Linked DNA regions of Mus musculus: region 2 is linked to region 1. A link is a contact called in public Hi-C data. All regions are on one chromosome and are shown on one strand. The core of a region is the stretch at or near the end of the contact, and the rest is flanking DNA. Distances in the headings are between cores, read along the strand shown.

The links. Hi-C and Micro-C count contacts between places; a contact is called where the count stands out from the background.
Region 2: a Hi-C map of cerebellum shows a contact between it and region 1, with 1.6 times the contacts expected there. The contact joins two enhancer-like sites. A contact is called at or near these places in 1 of 484 Hi-C or Micro-C datasets (cerebellum) and 1 of 115 datasets of contacts at active chromatin or transcription factors (pancreatic cancer cells).

What each region holds. Positions count from the first base shown.
Region 1 is chr15:27,486,859-27,490,632 of GRCm38.p6, reverse strand. All of the region lies in intron 1 of Ank (progressive ankylosis), which reads right to left. Among named protein-coding and RNA genes, the nearest start is that of Ank, 22 kb to the right of the region's middle. Within about 2 kb of position 2,397, at least 36 of the 459 cell types and tissues checked have an H3K27ac peak or open chromatin away from gene starts, as enhancers often do. A contact at or near this core is called in cerebellum, where this site is marked.
Region 2 is chr15:27,936,481-27,940,512 of GRCm38.p6, reverse strand. All of the region lies in intron 1 of Trio (triple functional domain (PTPRF interacting)), which reads left to right. Among named protein-coding and RNA genes, the nearest start is that of Gm29975, 57 kb to the left of the region's middle. Within about 2 kb of position 2,757, at least 220 of the 459 cell types and tissues checked have an H3K27ac peak or open chromatin away from gene starts, as enhancers often do. A contact at or near this core is called in cerebellum, where this site is marked.

The DNA of each region.
Region 1 (3,774 bases), core at 1,148-3,647:
CTTCTTAAATTGTAAACACATCCTGGTTGGCAACCTTCGGAAACTCTGAGCCTTCTGCCCCTTCCCAGCAGCCGTTCAACAATAAGCAAACAGGCTTGCCTATTTTCAAATGCAGAACAACTACACCCCACTTGCCAGGCTTCTGAGTTTAACTTTCTGACGGAAGGTGAGTTTCCAGCGATGTACGGGACTTCAGAGCTTCCCCCCTCAGTTTCTTGGCTACCAGCTTAAAAGAAGCAAAGTTCAGCTCAGGAGTCTTTCTTATCCAGGAAGACGACTGCACTTTCCAGATCCATTGCAGCTCCACAGGCCGCAGCCTGGATCACTGGAGAAGCAGCCATCTGTCTTGAATACAGCTCAGGGATCCTGAGAATCCGGAGAGCTCCAAGGCAACCTCCGATCGCCTCCATTTCCAATCGCATCTAGACACAGGTGGTGGCTTACAGATGTGTCCTCTCTGCCATTTGTTTCATGTGGCAGAGGACCTTGCTGGTTCACACATGCCTTGGACGACTTCAGGGATTTTTTCATGTTTGAGTCTGAAAGCTGTACCACTTCACTTCCTAACGCCTTTGTAAGGTGGGTCAAGCTCTCTGCCTTCGCCTCAGACAGCTGTGTTTCTGGAAACATCTTCCAGGGAAGACGGGAGCCATAGTGTTTGGAACTATTTTCTCCTTAAAACTACTCCCCCCAGGAGGAGGAAATTCTCACCCATCTATTGTATTGGTAACTTCTTCACGCAGTTCTACTCCTGTTTACTTAAGTGGGCGAGGAGGGAAAGGAGAATGGAGGGCAGCCAATAAAGAAAGCGGGTGTTGATCTAGACCTTCATTTAATTAGCAGATGTGGAAGACTTTAGCTGAGATGAGGAAATGGGGCTAAGGCTTCTTCCATCTCCTTGTACCTGAAACTCCACTGTACTGAGGGGCGAAGTTGCCATTGCTGGCCACAGTCTGGTTTGATGTGTTTGAAAGAAGGGTCTCTGTACTTAGCTTTATGTGCCCTAGAAGTCACTAAGTGCACCGTGCTGTTCTCGAACTCAGCGATCTACTGTCTCTGCCTCCTGGGTGCTGGGATTAAAGACCTGTGCCACAGAACCTGGCTGTCTGGCTCACTGTAAACACTAAGAAAGACTGTGAAGAGAAGGCAGTGCAAAGAGAACCAGAAGGAAGATAGTTATTTTAAAAGTTTAAAGTCTGTCACACAAATGTCTAGGAATACTACTCCCAGCTGGGCCTGTTGGTTTTCTCCTGTGATTCCACAACTTGGGATTGCAGAATGGGGAAGAGTGGAGTTATCCAGGGCTATATAAGATGTCTCAAAAACAAAAGACACACACACACACAATCACTCCTATGAGTCAAGTGTGTCAGACAGTATTTCTAAGTGTGTGTGAATTTCCTATCACTCTCTATATAGAACGGAAGGGACGCAGGAACATCTAGAGCCCACTCCTCAGGCACACGTGGGGAGCACAACCTGTGGAGAACAGGCCGAGACACACGGACCTGGGAGCTTGCCTAATAGTCAGTTGTATGTGACTTTTATCCCATCACTTATAAAAGGATTTCTCCCTTCTTCTCTTCTTCCACCCTCCCTCCCTCGCTCTCTCCCTCCCTCCCTTTCTTCTTTGCTGGAGAATGAGCCTAGGGCCTATGCATTTCACTGCTGGGTAGTATCTGCAGCCTTGCTATTGTTTCCTGTGTGGGTAAAGGGATGGTAGCTCAAGAGTAAACAGAAAGACTTAGGTAGTCAACTGATACTGTTTGGGGTCATTTCTACCAAAAACGTATCATTCAACACCAACCAAGTACTAACACAAAGTGCACAAGAGCGGGTATGCACGCGTGCACACACATGCACATGCACACGCAGACACACACTCCTGACACCTAATGAGAAGAACTGCTAAGCATGAAGGGAAAGCCGTTGGCTCTGGCCATCGTCTTACAGGCTGTCTTATGATCAGCCCCTTTTCCTCAGCACTGTGCAATTTGCCAGGAGAGGGAGGAAGCCAGTTACCCACTCAATGCAGAGCTCCCATCACACTGAGGAAGGGAAGTAAGCCACCAAATGAATGAATAGGTAGATAGTAACAAAATCGTGGGGAAGATAAGGAAAGAGAAGGCCCTGGCTGGTTCTAACAAAGACTCCTTTGTAGAGGAGGCCAGTGATGTGCAGCTGATGCAGGGCTGCTGAAGAAAGTGACTACCCTTGGGCCCTTAGGGACCTGCCACCTACCTAAAGGCAGGGAGCTTGCTCACAGAACCACAAGGCGAAGAAAGATCAGACAAAGGCAGGCACGGAAGGCTTCCAGGGTCCTCCTGTGATCTGGCTCAGAGCAGGTCCGTGCCTTCAGATCCTAACAACTGCTGTGGGCGTGGCGGGGAGTCACAAGCTGCCGATGCCCAGGCTTCCAAAGCACGGTGGGGCTGGAAGAGTCTGCTTGCTCTGGAGCCAGCCTCCCTGACAATCTTAGGATAAAGAGATTTTTCTCCTACTCAATATGGAACAAACATATGCTTGCAGACAACCACCGTTCACGCACTACGAGACTCTAGGAAATTGACAGTAGAAAACCCAGTGAGGGTTCTTATTCAATTTTTAGGCTTATCACTGCATTCTAGAAAGGAGGAAATCTTCATCGCTATTGCACCTTTTTTTTTTCTTCTTCAATAAGCTGTAATAGTTACCAAGCATGGACTGAATGTATTCTGAAGAAGACCGAGTTACAAATGACTTCCAGTCTGTTAAAAGATGGCTGGTTACATTGACCTCCCCCCACCCCCCGCCTCTCTCCAGAAGGCCAGAGCACAAACCCTGACACCATCAAACAGGAGAAGGAGAGAGAAAGGTGTTTTCATGCCACTGTGTTGTCTACTCCCAGGAAAAACAGCAGCACATACATAAGATTATTCCTCACTCTGGGAAACCACGAAGATATGCAACTGTGTGGAATTGAGAACCACTGTAAGGCTGACCCACTGTCCCATCTCCCAGAAGGTTACAGGATCAGTTTAGAAGTCTCACTATCACCTTCAGGGCAAATCCACACTTCACTTTCTAAGGTCTCGGTTTTACACCGCATTCCTTGTTTAACATTATCTAGCCTATTTCAACCAGTGTGTAAATATTTTAGTTTGGGGCTGATGGCGACCTCAAAAGAAAACCACCAAAATGCTGCCAAGGTTGTGTAACCAATGGCTTAATAATCTCCGTAAGGAAACATTTGCTCTTAAAGCACTAATGAGGGAGGGAGGGAGGGGAGCTTTCGTTTACAAAACAGATCTGTATATTTAAACACACCACACTTATTTCTGCACCCCACCCCCACCAGACATGCACCTGCGCCCTGGTGGCAGCCTAGCATATCAGATTTCTGTTCTGTGGGATCGGATCCTCACCACACAGGTGAGCCCCAGATACATTTCTCTTTCGTTGCCTCGTAGAAAGCTGGGGGGAGGGGGCGGGGAGGAGGGCACTCTGGTTCTATTTCTGACCACGCTCTTTCTCTTTGTGTAATGGTGAGAAAATAGAATCCTCACACCAAAAGGATTATGTCCCTCCAGTGTCACCCCCACACACAGATTGTCCCCAAACGACCACTGTTCACACTGCCTGCACAAAAAGCGACTGCTATTTATTAAGGCACTTCCTAGCTATGGGAGAGGGAAGCTCCAAGAAGGGCTCCTGATTGTAAGCCTTCTCTATATCCTTTACCACCTCCTACCTGGCTTCCCTGCGATGGACCCTCTGGGACTGAAACCTGTGCCT
Region 2 (4,032 bases), core at 1,508-4,007, 450 kb before region 1:
CCCATCATTCAGAGTCTCACCCCCATCTCTCTCTCTCTCTCTCTCTCTCTCTCTCACACACACACACACACACACACACACACACACACACACCCCTATGTGCACACAGTGGATGAGTGACACTTCCTTTCATTTCCTGAAGCCCTGGCCACTTTAAGCATCTCTCCTGGCCTTTGCCCCGTGTCATTTGCCCACATCGGTAGTATGTGCCTTTGAAGATGGCAAACAGCGTTCCCACTGTCTGTGCCACCTTCTCCCTTCCCAGTACCTCAGCATACTGAGCCAAGATGCCTCGGGGTGTGCTCAGGTGAGTTGCCTGTCAGCTAGGCCTGTTCCTGTGCCTGGCACCAGGATTGAGGGTGTGTGGTATCTTCCCTTTCTGCCCTTGGTTTTGGGTCCTGAGCCAAGTAAAGAAACTGAAATGTCTTGTTCAACTCTCAGTTGCCAAGTTAGATGCTGCTGCTGCTGCTGCTTTTGCTGTCTGTTACTTTGATGTGTGAATATGAACCTCAGAATTATGGAGATCATCAGTCAGAATTAGGAATAGTTTTAATGACATAGGATTCCATTATGTTGAAAGGTGGTAAAACACAGCTTCAAGGAGAGGTTTGTTAGTTCTCAATCCTATTATGGTAACCTGTTCACATAGGGAAGAAAAACTTGATTCTTTGTATCTTACTTTCTTCGGAAAATCCACTACATTTTATGATTTCATTGTAGATTCTTTCTTACAAGTTGAACACATGATCTATCTATCTATCTATCTATCTATCCATCAATCTGGCATCTATCTTATCTGTTTATATCTATCAATCATCTATTATCAGTGTGCTTATATTATTATTATTATTATTATTATTATTATACACATCAAAATACTTGTTACTTTGTCAACAGAGTTTACAAGTTAGACTGATTATATTGCTAAAAAGGTGGGATTTTGTTACAATTTTGCTTAGACCTCTGAGTTTAAGGAGTATCAGTGGATTTTGTATTTGTATTTAGGAAACCCCAGCATTAGAAGCTGGCAAAATACCAATATAAATGAGCAAAGGATTTTGGAGAAATCATGTATGCATATCTGTAGCTTTACTCCATTTGTATTTTTAAAACAATTAGACATGGATGTGCGACCTGAGCATCTGCTAATGAGCATCCTGTCTGCAAAACCTTTTGTCTAGTGTTGCTACAGGGAAGTGTGCTGGATGTATTTCAGAAGCATCCGCTGCCAGTTCAAAGTGACATTGAATAGATTAGTAGGGTTAGATGAATTGATTCAAGCCATTCATTACTCAACTGGTTAATTGTGTGTTGACTGTGTAGATTAAATACACACAGGGCCCTGGCAGCGTCCTTGAAGCCAGGGCCTTATGGGGGCAGACAACGGATCCCAGGTCCAGCCTTGTTCTCTGTGCATCGAGCAGGGTCGTTCCTGCCTTCTGGGTCCCTCTCACCTATCCTGAGTTGGGCTCTGTTTTGGAGCAGATGGTCCTCAGTAGAGCTGACGTTTGTTGGCACTGTTGTGGCACAGTGTGCCAGGCACTATGTTCAGGGTTTTAAGGCTTGCCTGTTAGTGCTTAGGGCAAGCCTGCTTAGAGACTCTAAGGAGTTTATTAAGGTGCGGTAGTTCTTGGGTGTGCTTCCAGAGGCTGACTTCCTTAAAATGATGTTCTTTCCTGTGAGTCTGATTCCCCTCCAGGTGCTCTGAGCTGGAGACTGCATAGGTGAAGCACAGGGACCCTGGTGACGGGGATGCAGTTCTCTCTTCAGGTGTTTACAGGCTGGGGTAGACAGCCTTGCAAAACTGCCCTTGTCTGGCTTCAGGCTTCTGCTGTTCTTCCCAAGGCAGGTGCATACACAGGATTCTCACGACAGCTCTGTAAACCAGACCTGGGCATGGAATGGCTGCGGATTATTTCTGGTTCTAGGGCCATCCTGTGATCCTGAGGTGGCTGAGGTGGTTGTTATAAACTTATGCCAGCCAGCTGCTGGGCCTCCTTATTTACTGAGTGAGTACCCAGCACTCACTGGGCTGTCTGTGGAAGAGGGAATCACCAATGGAGTGTGTGTCTGCGGGTTCTGACGTCCTTTATTCTGTTCTGTAAGTTTAATTTGCATTTGTCGAGATCACACTAAATGACCCGTAGGCACAGATCCTGTGCTGCTCTGCTGGACGAGGTTTTGAATGACCGTTAGCGGCAGGTGTGTTTGCTTACAGGATACATTTTGTGAGCAGGCTTCTTGGTAATAACATCATTCTGGGCTGGCGCCTTCCCCCATCCCCACCCCGGCTTTCATTTATTTGTTTGTTTGTTTGTTTGTTTGTTTGTTTATAATTTAATGGAGTCACTGTAAATGAGAACAGAAGTTGCCCTGCGTGGGGATGTGCCCAGCTCTCCTCCCTAACACCAGCTCTTCCGTCTCTGTTGGCAGTGAACGCCACACAGTGTGGGGAACTGAGAGTCTGTGCGCAGTGGGAGGAGAACTGTCCTACCTTCCTCCCAAGACCGCTCCAGTCTCGAAACAGTGCATTAGACAAGACACAGGGAAACGATGAATATGAACCGCTAGAAAAATCCAACCTGCTTGATTATATCGTCTTTGGGGGACATGTTTTTATTTTCGACACGGAAGACAAATAAGGGCGACTTTCCACAGAAGCGCAGCTCTCCGTTGCAGCTCCCTGTGGTGCTTGCAGCACTGAACAGCCCCTCCTGCAGTTCATCCTCGCACAAAGGAGATGATGTAATCCCTTTAGCTCTGGCCACGTGGCCAGCATGCCGTCACTGTCTTCACACAGATACCTCTGTGCTGCCACGGCCCTATTGGTTTCTTGCAGCCGCGCATTTGTAATTAAATTGCTTTTCCTTTGTCAGGCTGCCCTTCACATGGGGTCACAGGAATGTGAACAAGGCTATCCTGCTCGCAAGGAGGGATTGCACTGGTGGAAATCATAACCAGAAAAATGACCAGAGTGTGCAAAGCAGCGGAGTCTCCTTGAGTGGTGATGGGGGCAGGGCAGGAATGTTTGGTTGCCAATAGCAACCACTTGCTTCATTATTAGAAGAGAAAACCTCTGGACTTTCTGCTTCTCTCTTTTCCCTTGCTCTGCTGTGACTGGTTGAGGGAAGGGCCAGCAGAGATGTGTGCTGGAGAGGGGAGGAGACAGATGCTCAAGGGTATTCAGCTGGATGTCCATACAAGCACATCCTTTCCGACACCTGAACCCCCGCCGTGTGCGCTGCCTCTGGCCATGCCCCTCTCCACTGTCGTGACTGCATCCCGTGGCAGTCATAGCCACATGACAGCTGCTGTGAGCTGTGCCACATTCCGCCCAGCTCCGGTGCAAGATGCTTGCATGCATTTTCTCTTTGAATGCTCCAACGATTCTCCGAAATGCATGACTCACCCAGGAAGAAACTGCAGCCAGGAGAGAGGAAATGATTGCTGTGGCCCTTCCAAGCCTAAAGTGATTCCACAGAGGAGTCAAAGAAGGGCTAGAAAGACACTGATCCACACATTCAGGCTTGCCGCCTTCTGCAATAAGTCAGTAGTCTCTGGGTCTGTGAACCCACCACAACTGAGGCTTAGTTGTGCAAACTAGCGCTATATACAAGGGTTTAATTTTCCCAGTGGTATTAGTTTAATGACCAGGTGGTACCATCAGAAGATTTAGGTGGCTGCAAGGTGGGGCTGGTGAAAAAGCTCATTGCAGCTCTCACAAAGGTCCTAGGTTCAGTTCCAAGCACCCACATCAAGTGGCTTACACCACCTGTAATTCCAGTTCCAGGGGATCTGACACCCTCTCCCAGTCTCTGTGGGCCCTGGCACACATGTAGTCTACACGCATACACACAGGCACGCTGTTTTAGTTTGTCTCCTGTTTATGTGATAAAATGCTGACGAAAAGCAACTGTGGGCAGAAATGGTTGATTTGATTTAGCGGTTACCCTCATCAGTTGAGGGGTTCCAGGGAAAGAGCAGAAGCAGAGACCATGGGATACCACTGCCTCCTGCCTCAGTTTTCATGGC